2 separate regions of the Mus musculus genome follow, and region 1 is linked to region 2. The links are chromatin contacts, called in public Hi-C maps. All regions are on one chromosome and are shown on one strand. Each heading gives the region's core, a stretch centred on a gene start, on an enhancer-like site or on the middle of the called end of the contact. The rest is flanking DNA. Distances are from core to core; before and after follow the strand shown. Region 1 has its middle 130 kb from the start of Slc7a14. Region 2 holds the start of Slc7a14 (solute carrier family 7 (cationic amino acid transporter, y+ system), member 14).

Region 1 (6,470 bases), core at 2,072-4,571, 130 kb after region 2:
CTTCATATGTTCTCACTGATAAGTGGATATTAGCCCAGAAACTTAGAATACCCAAGATACAATTTGCAAAACACAAGAAAATCAAGAAGAAGGAAGACCAATGTGTGGATATTTCATTCCTCCTTAGAATATGGAACAAAATACCCATGGAAGAAGTTACAGAGACAAAGTTTGGAGCTAAGACGAAAGGATGGACCATCCAGAGACTACCCCACCCAGGGATCCATCCTATAATCAGCCACCAAATGCTGACACTATTGCATATACCAACAAGATTTTGCTGAAAGGACCCTGATATAGCTGTCTCGTGTGAGGCTATGCCAGTGCCTGGCAAATACAGAAGTGGATGATCACAGTCATCTATTGGATGGAACACAGGGCCCCCAATGGAGGAGCTAGAGAAAGTACCCAAGGAGCTGAAGGGGTCTGCAACCTTATAGGTGGAACAAAAGTATGAACTAACCAGTAGCCCCAGAGCTCGTGTCTCTAGCTGCATAGGTAGCAGAAGATGGCCTAGTTGGCTATCATTGGGAAGAGAGGCCCCTTGATCTTGCAAATTTTACATGCCCCAGTACAGGGGAACACCAGGGCCAAGAAGTGGGAGTGGGTGGGTAGGGGAGCAGGGTGGTGGGAGGGTATAGGGGACTTTTAGGATAGCATTTGAAATGTAAATGATGAAAATATCTAATAAAACATTGAAAAATATTTTAAGTGGCATTTATACAAGAAAAGCAAGGGAGCAGAAGTGTGGCTAAGGAAACATCGGAGTCCACCCAAATGCTGCACACTGATAGTCCCACCTCTTCTGAGGCATGGTGACAGTGAGGTCATCAGTCCACTTTAATTCCATGTTGCAGCCAATTCTTTGAGAATTTTGTATATACGTGCAGTGTATTTTGATCATATCCATTTCCCAAACCTCCCCCTAATGCCTGTCACATTCTTCCTACCGTCTCCCAGACTGGCAATCTCTTCTCTCTTTTTATAACCCACTCAGTCCATTTTCTCTCACCCATATGTCCGTGGGTGCAGCGCCCCCTACTGGAGCATAACTGATCTACAGTGATCACACCCTTAAAGAAAACTGACTTTCCAATCTCCAGCAGCCATCAACTGTGAACATCTCCTCATGTAACCCTTTGGAGTCTCAGCTATAAAAATGGTTACCTAACCTAACCTTCTTACACGTGTTCGCAACCGGCCAGGAAAGATGCAACAAACCGGAATCTTCTGCGGCAAAGCTTTATTGCTTACATCTTCAGGAGCCAGAGAGCAAGAGCAAGAGCAAGAGCAAGAGCAAGAGCAAGAGCAAGAGAGAGAATGGCGAAACCCCGTCCCTTTTAAGGAGAATTATCCTCCGCCTAGGACGTGTCACTCCCTGATTGGCTGCAGCCCATCAGCCGAGTTGTCGTCATGGGGAAGGCAGAGCACATGGAGTGGAGAACTACCCTTGGCACATGCGCAGATTATTTGTTTACCACTTAGAACACAGGATGTCAGCGCCATCTTGCAACGGAGAATGTGAGGGCGGCTCCCCACATAACCTGTTCGTGGTTACCTAGCAGGTATATGAACTGAGGCTCAATTCTGCTGAAGCAAGGACATCATCAAAGTTGCCCCTAACGTTTATGTTTAGAAGATGGTGTCAGATACCAAGGAACTGGATTTACAGAAGGTTGGTTGAACCTTTGGGAGTGTATCCGTGCTCTTAATCACTGAGCCATCTCTCCAGCCCAGCGTTTGTATTTATATCCCAACTCACAAACTTTTTTGATTTCGTCCTCAGCAGGTATCTGCCAAAGTATCTATTTTAAATCTAGATATTGTTATCTACAAGGTCAGCAAAGAGAGCTGGTATAAAGAATGTAGCTATTTTCTATCATCATCACTCCTTTATCTACATTAGGAGTACATGCCCACCCTTGTTCTTCCAGACACAGTGATCTGTGTGTAGAAGAGTTCTAGCTTAACTTTGAGACCCAGTAAATAAATAGCTAATCAAACTACAGCCCCTTCCAAATCTGGCTACATCCTTAAAGTACTTTATGGGGTTTTTCCTGAAGAGGGAGTTTTGAGGAAGCTGCTCATTTGGAACTTGAATGTGTTCATTATAAAGGATGCCTTTGGCAGATTGGAACGAGGGCTCAGGGGTTAAGAGCTCTTACTGCTTGTAGAAGGTCAGAGTTAGGTTCCCTGTATCTAGCTCCTGGATAGCTCACACTGTGTTCTGACTTCTATGGACACACTCCATAGTGGAGGTACACACATACATGAGTATATCTTTTTTTTACAAAAAAGGATATTTTAATCATCCTAACTTCTGCAGGCTCTCTTCATTCTCCCAGTACCACAGTTCACTGGGGAGAGCCAGCCTGGTAGTGTGGAAACCTCGATGTAATCCATGAGCCCCAGTTGGGTCACTGAAGACAATGGGAGATGTTGAGCAAGAATCTATCTCTTGTGAATGATTGGTCTGTGCAGACTCTGCAGTTGGACTTTCAGAACTTAAATCCTGCCTTTGCTGTTTTGAAAGTATGCTCTCATCGGTGGGATGCTTCATCCCTGAGCCTTGGTTTCCACTGCTGTGCATCAGGGAGTGTAGTCCTGCCTCCCTCTTGGAGAATAACTGAAATGATTCCTGGGAGGACTTTAGAATAGAGTGCTGGCTTTTTCAGTTCGCCATTGTCTTTTAGTTCTAGGCCTTTCTATCTCATTGAATGCCTAATGATGCTCTCTGGAGAAAACCATTCTCACTCCCTCCAGATCTTTTTTGTATTTGAGGAAGACTGGTGCTGTTTAGCAGTTTGTTCTGAGTTAGAACATTCCTTCTCAGAGGCAATGGGGACTCAAGAGTCCCAGGAGGCAAACAAAGTTTCTATGTCAGAGGCAGTTGAGCCTGAGAGGACTCCCCAGAGTCCCTCCCCAAGGCTTTGAAGTAGGAAATGACTGCTGAGGGAGAAGACTGATCAGGGAAGTTGTAGAGAGGAGATTCTCCCACCTGCAGGGCAGTTGTTAAGAGTGCCAAGGCCAGCTTTTGTGAGTCATACCTCATGTTCTGTAAGCTTCTGGTGATGTCACTGCCATTGAGTTGCTCAAAGTCCTGCAAGTAATCCCTTCATCCAGAGTCCTGTAAGTGACCTGATAAACTCATTGGTCCATCAGGTTGACCTTGATACTGCTACTTACTTTGGTCTGTTTGTTTCCTGTCTGAGGTGAGTACACATTACCTCTTCACAACAATACTGTCACACAGCACTGGCATTCTCCTCTCGACAGTATAATATGCTGGCTAGTGATCATTATACAGACCTACAAAAGGCAGGCCTCCAGTCTTGCGTAGCACAGCCCATGTGGTAGGTGGTGTCCTTGGTGATGAGGTTCCTCTGGATCAACAGGGCCTGTTTTATCTCTGACTTCCCTGATGGCTGTACTTCCTGTTTGGTCTGTGCTGGGGGTTGCTGTTACTCTGCCATAATCAAATCTTATGACCTGTGAAAAAGAGATATCGATGAGGCCTTTTTTAAAACTTGTTTCTCTTAATGAGGAAAGACATCTGTTTTCAATTTGAACAATTTTCCTGGAAATTATTCACATTGCTATGGAAACCACATCCCATCATGGCTACAGTGTTGCTGTTGTATGTGTTTTTTTGGATGTATGTGTGAAAAGAAAAGCATTGTGTTTAAGCCAGCATTTGACTTTACTTTCTGCTTCCATCGTGTTAAGAGTAGAGGCTGCCTGCATCTCTGTTCAGTCTTTTAAACCTTGCTATCTTTGAAATTTTTGTATTCTGGTTAATTGGTCTCTCTCTCTCTCTCTCTCTCTCTCTCTCTCTCTCTCTCTCTCTCTCTCATCTATCTCTCTTCATTTTTCTTTCCATGCAGAAGGGATCTCAGGTTATTACAGCATATATGATCTAAACTCAAGTGTCCCAGAGGTAAGGCACATTTATCATCTAATTGACAGAGCTTCCAGGCATCCCTCAAACCTCAGTCAAGCACTGATCCAGCAGTGGCCTGTTCTCACTCTACAGACACTGATCCTGCTACATGTTTTCACTGTATGAACACTGATCCTGCTGCCTGTTCTCACTGTGCACACACTGATCCTGCTGCCTGTTCTCACTGTATGAACACTGATCCTGCTGCCTGTTCTCACTGTATGGACACTGATCCTGCTGCCTGTTCTCACTGTATGAACATTGATCCTGCTGCCTGTTCTCACTGTACAGACACTGACCCTGCTGCCTGTTCTCACTGTACAGACACTGACCTTGCTGCCTGTTCTCACTGTACAGACACTGATCCTGCTGCCTGTTCTCACTGTGCACACAATGATCCTGCTGCCTGTTCTCACTGTACAGACACTGATCCTGCTGCCTGTTCTCACTGTGCAGACACTGATCCTATTGCCTGTTCTCACTGTATGAACACTGATCCTGCTGCCTGTTCTCACTGTACAGACACTGATCCTGCAGCCTATTCTCACTGTATAAACACTGACCCTGCTGCCTGTTCTCACTGTATGGACACTGATCCTGCTGGGTGTTCTCACTGTGCAGACACTGATCCTGCTGCCTGTTCTCACTGTATGGACACTGATCCTGCTGCCTGTTCTCACTGTGCAGACACTGATCCTGCTGCCTGTTCTCCCTGTACAGACACTGATCCTGCACCCTGTTCTCACTGTATAAACACTGACCCTGCTGCCTGTTCTCACTGTATGAACATTGATCCTGCTGCCTGTTCTCACTGTACAGACACTGACCTTGCTGCCTGTTCTCACTGTATGAACACTGATCCTGCTGCCTGTTCTCACTGTGCAGACACTGATCCTGCTGCCTGTTCTCACTGTACAGACACTGATCCTGCTGCCTGTTCTCACTGTGCACACACTGATCCTGCTGCCTGTTCTCACTGTATGGACACTGATCCTGCTGCCTGTTCTCACTGTACAGACACTGATCCTGCAGCCTATTCTCACTGTATAAACACTGACCCTGCTGCCTGTTCTCACTGTATGGACACTGATCCTGCTGCCTGTTCTCACTGTATGGACACTGATCCTGCTGCCTGTTCTCACTGTGCAGACACTGATCCTGCTGCCTGTTCTCCCTGTACAGACACTGATCCTGCTGCCTGTTCTCACTGTATGGACACTGATCCTGCTGCCTGTTCTCACTGTATGGACACTGATCCTGCTGCCTATTCTCATTGTATGAACACTGATCCTGCTGCCTGTTCTCACTGTATGGACACTGATCCTGCTGCCTGTTCTCACTGTATGGACACTGATCCTGCTGCCTATTCTCAATGTATGGACACTGCCCCTGCTGCCTGCTCTCACTGTATGGACACTGATCCTGCTGCCTGTTCTCCCTGTTTGGACACTGCTGTTATGTCACTTGGCCTTCAAACCTCAGGATCCTCATTTAGAACTTGGAAAACCAAACAGTTCACTGCTCAGTCATAGGGACTAAATACAGTGATGTGTGGAAATCCTCTCTCTTGGCTCTGCCTCCTCACAGTTGCTGAAACCCATCACAGCTGCAGAGAAACTCCCTTTCCTGGGCAGGGAAAGGAGGCACGGCCATTGTGCAGAGCCTCACCTCCATACACCTCTCATTCTGAGGGCATAGTATAGAGCTGGGCCTGTCTACTGGGCCTTAAGGGAAGTGGTAGATGTCTCTGTTTCCTATAGCTACACCTTGGGAACATCTGGTGTGAAGAGCTGATAAATTAGCCTCATCTAACACCATCGCATGCAAAGCTCTGAGACAGTCTTGGCTTCTTGCCGTCTGGCTTTGCATTGTAGACTCATCCCCTGGCTGCTGGCCAAGAGTTCACGGCACTCAGAGATGCAGTGTAATCTATGATGATGACTTCTTCTGTCCTTCTGGTCCTGCCTGTCCACAGTGGAAATCTTGGGCACCACACTGGGTGAAACAGAAAAGGAAGGAAGGAAGGAAGGAAGGAAGGAAGGAAGGAAGGAGAAGGGAGGGAGGGACGGAGGGATGGAGGGAGGAAGAAAGGAAAGAAAAGAATACAGAGAAAAGGAAAAAGAAAGGAAGAAAAGAAAAGATAATCAAGCCTAGACTTGGTAAGTAGGCTGTGGTTAGATCTGCGGTAGAGTAGAAAAAATGCTAACAAAGACAGTGCAGAAGGATGTACTTCTCTGTGTGGTGAGAACTGATCATAATCTCTTCCTAGCCTGGAATAAAAGGCTCATCTGGATTCTCGATCCATTGGTCACCAGACCTCAGACTATACCTAGTCACGTACCCTATGTCAGTCTGTTAAAGAATGCTTTCTCTGTCTTAGGTACCGTTCTTGCCTATTTTGATGGATTAGTTTGTCTCAGAACAAGACACCAGGTACTGACTCTGCTTTTGATGATCTATTATGACAGTCAAATTAGTCTTCAAACCTTAGCTCTTCCATCTGTCAAGAAACACATTTCAAAGGGTTGTT
Region 2 (5,633 bases), core at 110-2,609:
TTAGGTGTTAGATCTCAACTGCAGGGAAAGCTGACCAGCCAGCACGGATCCCACCAGTCCCCAGGTATTTACCGCGCAGCAGACAACTTTCAGCACCCCGGACAGCGGCACACCATCCCAACTCTAGCCAGCTCTTCAACCTGTCCCCAGCTCTCAGAGGCAGATTATCCCTGCAACCCTTAGTTACTCTGGCCAGTTACTGCCTCTGCCACGCAGGCGAACATCCTTTGAGTCTCTCAACTCAAGCTCTCAATGAACCGAGTTTCGCACACGTAGCGGAATCACTATCAAGAAGAGACGACAGCCTGTGCTGCTTCCACCTTCCCTCATCTTTCTTCTGTAAGTCATTTGACAGCTTCTACCTTACAGTTTGATCATGATGTAAAATGCACACTTGGCGGGGGAGGAGGGTGACTCAGTGGAGACAGAAGGCTTGGGGCCACGCCACCCTACTCTGGCCCTCAGAATTTGTGGGAAACTGAGATGTGTTTTGGGGCTGGGAAAAAGGCCCCAAAGAGGCGAAGCAGTGCGTGCGAGAGTCCTCTCGAGAGCCGCGGGCTCCGGGCAGGAACCTACCCAGATAGCTCTCCCGTCACATCCTCCTCACTGCACGGTCTCCCGCTTGGCCGGGGACAGATGGTCCTCGTGGCGCACCAGCCTAGTCGGGGCGCAGGGCTCCATTGGAGTCCCTTTGAAGAGTTTTGCTCTGGTTAAAGGACAGATTCATGTCCCCGCCTTCCTCTGGGACTGCGGCCCGGAAAACACCTCTCCTTTTTCCAAGGGCTCAATCCCAGGCCAAGAGCCCAGTTGCCCCCGTCAGGTGCGTGGATAGGCTTGGAGGACAGGACGGGCCCCGCGACTGCGGAGACCTGGGAGGCCCACACTGTCATCCCCAGCATCTTAGCCTCTCGCTCCCGCCGCAGCGGAGGCTGCGCCAGCCCGCGCTCCGCCTGCCGGCTCCCGCGAGTCCCCTCATCGAGGATGCTACCGGGGGACCCATTCCCAGTGGAAGCCCGCGCGACCCTGACCTCGCTCCTTGGTCTTTCCAGAGATCCCCTTCCCGTAGGTCGCCCTCAACCTCCGCGCCATGTTCCCGCTTCCACCCTGCAGGTGTCTGGGGCTCCCTGGTTCATCTTAGTCTCCGGGGTCCAGCTGGGAAGCCCGGGGCCGCGCTGGGGGCACAGACTGTGGTGAAGAGGGCATCCACTCACCAGAGGGGCTGGAGGTGATGGCCTGAACTGGATGCTAATGTCCGGCGGTCTGCACTTAGAGCTGAGATGAGGGCGGTGGTAGTGATAAAGGAAGGCAGGAGACAGCGGACGTTGCTGAATCGCTCTTCAATTATTCAGATTGAAACCCCTCCGCACCCCTCCCGCGCCTGCCAGTTTGCTCTCCAGCTTGCCTATCTCCGCCTCCTTGTAATCACGTGGCTAACCCAGCCCTTTCCATTACCGAGTCCTAGCACCACTCCCGCCGCCCCTTCCCGCACCCCCCCGCCCCCCCACCCCGCCCCCCGGGTCTGTCACTCACTACACCTCACCCGCCTTCCAGGTGCGGCCTCCAGCCTCTGCTACCTTTCTGGTGCTTGGAGCAGAGGAGCCCGGGCAGTTCTATGCTCTGGGAAGGCAGGGTGGGGTAGGACTCTGCAGTGTCGCTGTACTGTTTGGGCTGGCTTCTGCCAACAGCTCCACCTCTCCTGGATTCAGCTACCCAGCCAGGCCTGCTTCCTGCTCGCTGGAAGCTACCCCACTACCTCCTTGAGGTGGTCTTGGTACTCTTAACTTTTCCCCCTCCACCTCACTGTCACTGTAAACAAGGGATGGGGAGGTTAGTCTCTCTCTCAGCTCTCAAAGAAGACAAGACCAAAAGCTCAAATAGATCCAGCTTAGTTTAGAGTCCACAACATTTCATGGATTTGAGGTTTCTGAAGATCTACAAGGATTTTCAATCTATGACTTGTAGCATTTAACGTCTTGCTTTTTCTTCCCTTGTCTGTGAAATGAACATCTCCTAGGACTGTAGAGAGAGTTGACATGCTCTTGAAGTTGCCTAACTCAGTGCTAGACACACGCAGAGATCGGTAAGTGAGAGTCTTTCTCTTGCCTCTATTAAAATAATAATACATTTCAGAAAACAAGAAGCATGTTATTTATGTATGTGTTAGTGGAATGGAGCTGATGCCATGTAAACCTCTTCTATGAGAAATAAAAGTTACTAAGTTTGTTGTGTTCAGGGAGATTACTGGCTGGCTGCTGTCTTTTCACGTAGGGCAAGTTCACATCTAAGTACGTCCAATCATGGCCCGGACAGTCCTGGTACATTCACCATTCATGCTCAACACTCCCTTGAGCCTACAGGAGCCTTGGTGAGCCATCACTATGACTTAAGCCTTTAACTAGTTGTTCATAGTATTTCTGACTTCTTTGGATGCCCACAAAGCTGTGAGATGTTGCAGAAAAAGGGTAAGGTTAAAGAGTCAGAATTTGGGATGTTGAAGCAGGCTGTTCAGGGGACACATGTAATCCTTGACTGATCGCCTGAGGCCTCGGAGTTTTATCTTAAAAATGGGCAGAGAATGTCTACTCTCTGAGACAGTTTTGTTGTTCAGATGAACTAATCGTTAGCCTATGAGAAGCTATAGTGGTAAAGCATAAACAAATACATAATAAACCTGTGGCCAGCAGGAGGTGTTGCCCGTGTTAGTCCAGGTATATTACGGGTTTAGGAGAGGGAAGCTGGGGTTTGTTAGGGGACAGCTACTGAGAAATCCCCAAGTTTACAAGTGTACCTGAAACTCAAGGGCTATGCAGGTCTCAGAGATTAGTGCCACACTCCTCTGAGATGGATCTTTTAAAATTAATCTCTCCTCATCCAGGACCATCTTTTGGATGCCAGGCAGAATCTCAGCAGTGGATATTTACGAATTGGTGTAATTTTGTGCCGTATTTCAGCATAACAGGGTTTAGGTTGGTAATCTAAAAAAACAGATGGGGGAGGGCTGGAGAGGTGGTTCAGAGATTAAGAGCACTGACTGCTCTTCTGAAGGTCCTGAGTTCAAATCTCAGCAACCACATGGTGGCTCACAACCATCTGTAATGAGATCTGATCTCCCTCTTCTGGGGTGTCTGAAGACAGCTACAGTGTACTTACATATAATAAATTAATTAATTAAAAAAGAAAGATCAGTCAGTTCCAAACCCCAAACATTCCTAGTCCAAGAGCAGGAATAGACCTTCGCTGATATTGGAAAAGTGATAACTGTTTTCTAATCCACTGCTAACAAACCCAGCACAACCCTGACACAAACCAGAGAATCTGCTACCCTTAAGCAAATTCCAACCCCAAGTCCTGGCACACTTCCTTAATAAGCTTTAGATATCTATCTAGGCCTTCCATATTTTTTAGGGAAACCATTGATCCAGGAGCCATCAATGTTCCTGCACATGCTACTTTAAAATTTGTCTAGGTGAAGTGCTGCCTCTGACACCCTACCTGTACTGGTTGGTTGTATGTGTCAACTTGACACAGCTGGAGTTATCACAGAGAAAGAAGCTTCAGATGAGGAAATGCCTCCATGAGATCCAGCTGCAAGGCATTTTCTCAATTAGTGATCAAGGGGGAAAGGCCCCTTGTGGGTGGGACCATCTCTGGGCTGGTAGTCTTGGTTCTATAAGAGAGCAGGCTGTGCAAGCCAGGGGAAGCAAGCCAGTAAGGAACATCCCTCCATGGCCTCTGCATCAGCTCCTGCTTTCTGACCTGCTTGAGTTCCAGTAATGACTTCCTTGGTGATGAACAGCAGTATGGAAGTGTAAGCTGAATAAACCCTTTCCTCTCCAACCTGCTTCTTGGTCCTGATGTTTGTGCAGGAATAGAAACCCGGACTAAGACACTACCCATCCCTGCAATGCTATCAGGAAACACATAGAAGAATAAGCATGGGGTCACTTAATTTGACCTTAAACATTAATGCCTTTATGAGCAATTAGATGGGTAAGTATGCATTTTAGAAGATTTGAGATGCCTTTACAGTAATCATGTAGGACTCTGATTAGGGCCAAATCAGTTCTGAATGCCCAAGATAGCTTTACCCAGCAAAGGGCAGGAGAGGGAAACTAAGGGCCAGATCTTGCACAGATTGCAACTCAAAGTCACACTTTAACATGATTTCTTGATAAGGTCCCTCTCACCTCCTTCTTTAATGAAAAGTTCCTGGTGAATACCAACCTTATCAGAAGCCCCTGACATTATTGGAAAGGAAATAGTGCCAAATATTTAGAGCCATGCATGACAGTAAGGATCAGTATACTTCACACTATCAAACTAATAAACGGTGATATTTTTAATTAAATCTGGACAGGTCACATATTATTATTTATTAGTTTCCTTGTCCCAGCAAATGGACTATGTAGAAATATTGATTAACTTGTTGAATACATATTTGAGATACTCAGGATGTTGCCATCAATAATGCAGAGCAGATTGCTGATCTCTGGTGTTGAAGCTGTGGAGATCAGTACCCTGATGAGAATAGGGTCCTGGGGGCCCTCTTCAGCTTAATGATGGAGAATGGATACACACAAATATGAGCAAAGAACATCTTACCCTTTTGCTAGGACTGTTTATCTGCAGGGCCATCAATGACATCCCTCTGATTGAACTACTTTAATGAATGATAGCTCGACTAGGGAGGGATTGGCCGGAGGCTTTAAGACAATGATTTGATATTGTCTCCTGGTTCATGAAGGTGAATGTCTTAAGCTTTTGTTTTTGTTTTCCCCTAGAAGATTTCCAAGCTCGATGGTGGTCTTATCTCTTGCCTCTGACAGATTCAAAGACTAAGAAGTCCAAGGCACTATATCGCCCTGGCCAGACAGAGGCTGATGTGGAGCCCTTTGGCGGGTAGCAGTGCTTCTGGGTTGAGGAAGATAAAAAGGAAGGCACGGTTGAAACTCAACATATGTCAGGTCACCTTGAAGGTGTGCTAAAAAAATAACCCTGGCCTGAAGAGAAAGCTCAGCTCCTCACGTGCCTGCTACATGGCTATAAAGACCTGTGTATAGATTTTCAGCACCCACGGTAATGACACGTGTGTACCTGTATCTGCAGTACTGGAAGAGGGCAGTGCAGACAGACCAGATTCAGTGAGGAATACTATTTAAAAAATAGCTATCTAGGAAAGACACCTGGCGTTGATTTCTGGTGTTTCCACTTGTACACTTGCCTGTACACACATCCATGCTAAATAGACATGTACAATAGATGTGTACAATACAACTCTTCCTGTACATACAGTTTTAAACAAAGGAAATCAATAATCCTGATATCATTTGGACTGGATATTTACCAATCTTCAAATTCTATACTAGATATTTAAATTCCAAAAGTAAGTTCTGAACATGCCCACCTCATCCCCAAATGTATAATAAATAGAGTACTGTCCTGACCCTCAGCCCTTTCAGAGTATATAAAATTGTTTAATGAGTGATGCTGGGTAAAGAGGTCAGAGGTCAGAAATGCCAAAGTAATGATTCCTTAGCCTGGAAGGAAAGTTCAAGGCCACTACATGTCACTACGTGTTCTCTGTAAGTACAGTTCTTCCTATTGATCTGTTGGAACATTTTCCCTTCACTACC

Evidence for each region. Hi-C and Micro-C count contacts between places; a contact is called where the count stands out from the background.
Region 1: a Hi-C map of the N1E-115 cell line shows a contact between it and region 2, with 2.4 times the contacts expected there. The contact joins the enhancer-like site here to the promoter of Slc7a14 in region 2. A contact is called at or near these places in 7 of 39 promoter capture datasets (3T3-L1-derived adipocytes, the C10 cell line, cranial neural crest and 2 more), 3 of 484 Hi-C or Micro-C datasets (the N1E-115 cell line, liver and nephron progenitors), 1 of 115 datasets of contacts at active chromatin or transcription factors (a beta-TC-6 cell line) and 3 of 9 other capture datasets (adipose tissue, embryonic stem cells and pancreatic islet).

The regions. Positions count from the first base shown.
Region 1 is chr3:31,432,365-31,438,834 of GRCm38.p6, forward strand. No RefSeq gene overlaps it. Among named protein-coding and RNA genes, the nearest start is that of Slc7a14, 130 kb to the left of the region's middle. Within about 2 kb of position 3,322, at least 13 of the 459 cell types and tissues checked have an H3K27ac peak or open chromatin away from gene starts, as enhancers often do. A contact at or near this core is called in the N1E-115 cell line, where this site is marked.
Region 2 is chr3:31,308,960-31,314,592 of GRCm38.p6, forward strand. Slc7a14 (solute carrier family 7 (cationic amino acid transporter, y+ system), member 14) reads right to left here and starts at 1,360. Exons shown (of 8, transcript NM_172861.3): 1 at 1,212-1,360. It overlaps Gm15496 (a long non-coding RNA gene), which reads left to right. Exons shown (of 3, transcript XR_880740.3): 1 at 1-339; 2 at 2,015-2,080; 3 at 4,782-5,633.